Linked DNA regions of Drosophila melanogaster: region 2 is linked to region 1. The links are chromatin contacts, called in public Hi-C maps. All regions are on one chromosome and are shown on one strand. The core of a region is the stretch at or near the end of the contact, and the rest is flanking DNA. Distances in the headings are between cores, read along the strand shown.

Evidence for each region. Hi-C and Micro-C count contacts between places; a contact is called where the count stands out from the background.
Region 2: a Hi-C map of the Kc167 cell line shows a contact between it and region 1, with 2.4 times the contacts expected there. A contact is called at or near these places in 3 of 107 Hi-C or Micro-C datasets (the Kc167 cell line, the ML-DmBG3-c2 cell line and eye imaginal disc).

The regions. Positions count from the first base shown.
Region 1 is chr2L:20,751,208-20,753,907 of dm6, reverse strand. It overlaps Ns4 (Nucleostemin 4), which reads right to left and starts at 1,432. Exons shown (of 4, transcript NM_136211.4): 1 at 1,218-1,432; 2 at 799-1,127; 3 at 1-734. The coding sequence starts at 1,296. It overlaps Amacr (Alpha-methylacyl-CoA racemase), which reads left to right and starts at 1,567. Exons shown (of 2, transcript NM_001273709.1): 1 at 1,567-1,819; 2 at 1,893-2,700. The coding sequence starts at 1,712.
Region 2 is chr2L:21,680,716-21,683,529 of dm6, reverse strand. eEF2 (eukaryotic translation elongation factor 2) reads left to right here and starts at 1,414. Exons shown (of 5, transcript NM_165394.3): 1 at 1,414-1,491; 2 at 1,972-2,186; 3 at 2,246-2,773. The coding sequence starts at 1,489.

The DNA of each region.
Region 1 (2,700 bases), core at 183-2,682:
AGGCGAACAAGTGGGGTGAGGAAAATTGTCTGAAAGTGCTTCGTATGTCCGGGCGTGCGACTAACGCTGACCACCTTGCGTCCCTTTAAGGCATTGATCAGCGACGACTTTCCGACATTGGGAAATCCAATGCAGCCAATGGTCAGGACCCCACTGTGATATTTAACGTGCTCGTGGGGCGTGGTGTCGATGCTGCTGCTGATCTTGAGTTCACCCTCCACGGCCGTTGATATTTCATCCAGGATGTCAAGCTGATCACTACGCATGTCCTCTCGTATCTTCTGCTCCCAGGTTGTTAGATCCACCTCTCCTTGGACATAGCGCTGGCATTCCTTGTAGATATTATACACTCCTTCCATACTCCTGCGATGAGCCTGTGGACCACGTTGACTTCCTTTGCGGGATCGGGGGAGGAAGGATGCAAAGAGCACCACTGGTAGCTGGGGGTAACGGTCGCGGAAGTATTGCCTCCAAGCCACCACCGCATGCGGTTCGACTAGATCCACCTTGTTGAACACCACTATCGCATGTTTCTTTAGCGTGTTGATAATATAGTCGTACAGGGAGGGTGGAAACATCAGCGTGGCATAGCGCACGTCCACAATGATCAGCAGGATGTCCGAGAACTCCAGGACACGCCATAGCTGACGCCAGGTTTCCAGATTCAGCTCAAACAGCGAAAGCTCCTTCGAATCTCCAGCACGCTGCTTTTTCTGCAGCTCGTCCACGTATTCCTGACAAAAGATTATTAATGGATATGTTAATATTATAAACCAAGCCGCCAGTAGACTGACCTACCTTAAAGTAGCGATTCTCGGTGCGATCAAGCTCTTCCTTGGACTCCGTTAGCGTCCAAGGTGGACGAACTGGGAAGTCGCAGCCGGCAAAGTATCGGTCGTCCACTTCCCGCTGAGCGGGACTGAGTTTCTCGAACGGTTTAAAGCCCTCTTGTTTCATTTGCTCCAGTTCCTTTTTGCCCTCCTGGTAGAATTGCAAATTATAGCGATTGACGTTCTTGTTTCGGTTTCCGCCGCGCGCAAAAGGCTGCTCCATGAGTTTCCTGGTCGTTTCCGGCACATCGCTGTCCTCATACGACTCCTGCGTGCTCCTCAGATACTTTGGGGGACCTGCCGGCGTAACAATTGTTAGTCATCCGCTTCGATTTTCCAGCCTTACGCCCCTTTTCACAGGTGGGCACACAATCTCGGTTTTCTCACCTTTTGTGTTGCGCTTTTGCAACATCTGGTCCTTCTTCTTCTTGCCGCTAAAGGCCACCTTGCGCCGTTGCTGTGGCATCGTTTTTGGGTCACGTCCTGGTCTCACTCCCGGTCAATTTGGTTTCGTCCAGCAGCGGTGGCCAACTGTTAGTTGTAGTTAATTGGGATTGAATGTTGTTGCGGCTTTTCCCTTTTGCGAATTAAAAGTTTCACACCAGTTGGCAGCACCGAGAGCACCGGGTTGTCGAGCTCGACAGTTAAGTCACGAAAATAAATAAAACTTTCACTGGTACATTTCTTGTTATCAAGATTAATTTTTATCAAAAACAAAAAAAATACATGCAGAGACAGGAGGTGCAGGTTAAAGTTATTTCATTCGACTCCTTGTCTCGTGAGATTAGAAAAAATCACCTACAAGTTGGCATCTCTGCTGCAATGCCGTTCAAAGTGCACTTAATTTTCTTGTTACTTTTCGCATCAAAACTCCTCCAAAGATGCCACTTAAAGGCATCAGGGTACTCGAATTCGTGGGTTTAGCACCAGGACCGTTTTGTGGGAAGATTCTAACCGACTTTGGGGCCACAGTCACCCGCATCGACAAGGTAAACAAACTGGGCGTTAAATTCAATACAACTCCGATCGCCGAATTTGAATCCATGTTCCCATCTCGTTCAGGTGATGGAAAACCCTTTGGATGTACTGCAGCAGGGAAAGCGCACACTTTGCCTGGATCTGAAGAACCCGAAAGGTCAGCAAGCGGTGCAAAGGCTGGTCAAGAAGTGCGATGTGCTCATCGAACCTTTTCGACCGGGAGTAATGGAGAAACTAAATCTGGGTCCCACCGACTTGTGCACAGCCAATCCCCGCCTGATTTATGCCCGCCTCACCGGCTTTGGCCAGCATGGAAGACTGGCGCAACGGGCGGGACACGACATCAACTACGCGGCCTTATCGGGAGTACTTTCCATGCTGGGCAGGCGCCACGAAAAGGTCACTGCACCCATTAATATTCTGGCCGATTTCGCTGGCGGCAGTTTGATGTGCGCTCTGGGAATTTGCCTTGCCCTCTTGGAGCGCCACAGGTCGGGAAAAGGCCAAGTAGTGGATGCCTCGATGGTCGAGGGAGCTGCCTATGTGGCCAGTTGGCTGTTTATGTCCAGGAATCTGGTTATTTGGGGGAGGGAGCGCGGTGACAACCTCGTCGATGGTGGATCATTCTTTTACGACACGTACGAAACCAAAGACGGTCGCTACATGTCCGTGGGCGCCCTGGAACCGCAGTTCTTTGAGATGCTAAAACAGCGCTTGGAACTGCCCGAAGATGTCAGTCAGTTTGGCGAGGAGCATCAGGTTCGAGGAAGAAAGCTTTTGACTGAGGCTTTCCTCTCCAAGACCCAAGCTGAATGGTCGCAAATATTTGAGGATGTCGACGCCTGTGTCTATCCCGTTCTGGATTACCGCGAGGTTCACAGACACGATCACA
Region 2 (2,814 bases), core at 165-2,664, 930 kb before region 1:
TATTCAACTGTTGTCCTCCTTTCAATTGACCAATATCTCTAGTTCCTGGTTAGTTTTCCACGTTTTTTAGAAAAAATAAAATATCTGATATAAGCGGGATCGCAAGTGGAGAATAGGGTACAGTAGAGTAGAGTTTCCAAGGCTGCTTTATCAATGATACGAACCTGAACTCAGAGGTGACATGAGGCCGTCTAATTCGAAAGTTTCAAGTGACGCTAGAGCAAAAGGAGAGAAGAGAGAACGCTATAGTAGAGTTCCCTGAGTATCAAACACCCATTACTTATCTAGTGTGAATGCGAACGCCATATTTCATAATTTATAAAATAATTATCTTGTTGTTGGCAAATCGATAGAAATTTACAAGACTAATAAAATTATGAACAAATTTGGAAAAATGGTTAATGGTGCGGTTTTAGGGCGTTAGAGTGGGCATCTCAGCCTTCTAGTTTTTATAGCTCCTGAGATCTCAACGTTCATACGGATAGGCGGACACATGGACATGGCTAGATCGACTCGGCTATTGATCCTGAGCAATATGGTTGGAAACGCTTCCTTCTGCCTGTTACATACCATTCAACGAACAAACGATATCCTTATACTCTACGAGTAGCGGGTATAATGAATACCAAAAACACTTACGCCATGACCTTCCACCGCATTTTTTACAAATTTTGAAACTTCTTGTCGGAAAATTTGACTTTCGGATCTCTTGATTTTTTTCGTTTTATTATTTGTCTGCCAAATTTCTGTCGATATGCCGTGGCGTGACCCACTCTTACACCTACAAACCTCAATAAGTTTTCAAGCCCACAATTCAAACCTTTTTTTAATTCCTACCGCAACGCCAACAAAATTTTTAAATATTTTCCTAGAGAATCGCATTAGCTATGTAATGGGTATCTAATAGTCGTAAAAATCGACGATAGCGTTCTCGCTTGCTATACTTTAAATATTACTGCGTGCGTAGAATTTCGAAATGCCGTTTGATCGAAACTATCATAAGTCGTTAACTTTAAAGGCTCGGCATCTATGAGCAAATGAGAATATAACTAGCTTTCACTTAAAGTTTATTTTTCATAAGATAGTTTAAGCGATAAAGAAATATATATATATAGATTAGATTATTTTTAAGAAAAATAATTTAGAAGAAATTTAAGCGGATGTATGTAAATTAATAATAGTGCTTAGCAATATTTATTTATGGCTATATAAACAACCACGATTTCGACGCGGAAAATTACGTGGAAAATTACGAAAACGTCATTCTGTAAAATAAAAGTTTAAAAACTATAAAGTAAACATGCAAAATAACTATCTGATGAATCTGTCACGTGAACTACTATCGATCAACTACTGGTTCCGACTATCGAAAATATCAAGAATTGTCCCAGCTCTATGGTCGCTGCAGCGCCTCGCTCTTTCCTGTCGAAACGCCGTTGAAAGGCGTAGTGTTTTTTTGGTCCGCGAGAAAATCTCCATACATCCAAAATGGTAGGTGCCCAAAGTCAGAAATAATAGCCCCATATCTACAGAAAAGGCCTAGAGGCGACCTGCATTAATATCTTTAATGCCCAGTGCAAAAAGTGCAGATGTCTCAACCATTACTTGGTGAAATGATGTGTCCACATATTTTCACGTTTGCTTGTTGTGTGTGTGTGCATTATGGTGAAATGCAAGACAAAGACTAGGAATGACGTATGCAATTTTCTATTGAAATTTGGCTAGAATGTGATCCTGTTTGGTGCTTGTTGTGAAATACCCAAGGAATAGATGTATATTGCTATATTTATCGATGCCCATACTCGCGAGTGAGTGATTTGTGGTTTTTAGTTCTTATCTAACCTCAAAGACCTTTGCACGACTGTGAAGACTTAGTGTGTGTATGGACGCCATTTTTAAATCAGCACTGTGTATAGATCGAGTGGAAACTCGTTATAATATGTACATAACGATGCCTTATTTATTTTACAGGTCAACTTCACCGTCGACGAGATCCGTGGCCTCATGGACAAGAAGCGGAACATCCGCAACATGTCTGTGATTGCCCACGTAGACCACGGCAAGTCCACTCTGACCGATTCCCTTGTGTCGAAGGCTGGTATCATTGCCGGAGCCAAGGCTGGTGAGACTCGTTTCACTGACACCCGCAAGGACGAGCAGGAGCGCTGCATTACCATCAAGTCGACGTAAGACCAGTCATGTTCCAGCACCCACGGCTTTTTTAATCCGCCTTTCATTATTGCAGTGCCATTTCCATGTACTTTGAGGTGGAGGAAAAGGATCTGGTGTTCATTACCCACCCCGATCAGCGCGAGAAGGAGTGCAAGGGTTTCCTGATCAACTTGATCGACTCGCCCGGTCACGTTGACTTCTCCTCGGAGGTGACCGCCGCCCTTCGTGTAACCGACGGTGCACTCGTTGTTGTAGACTGCGTCTCCGGAGTTTGTGTCCAGACCGAAACCGTGCTGCGTCAGGCCATCGCTGAGCGTATTAAGCCCATCCTATTCATGAACAAAATGGACCGCGCTCTGCTTGAGCTGCAACTAGATGCCGAGGAGCTGTACCAGACCTTCCAGCGCATCGTCGAGAACGTAAACGTTATCATTGCCACCTATAACGATGACGGAGGACCGATGGGTGAGGTTCGCGTGGATCCCTCTAAGGGATCAGTGGGCTTCGGTTCTGGGCTTCACGGCTGGGCGTTCACCCTCAAGCAGTTCTCTGAGATGTACTCCGAGAAATTCAAGATTGATGTTGTCAAGCTAATGAACCGGTGAGTCATGTCTCAAGTTTGTTTGTAAATGTTTTCAAACT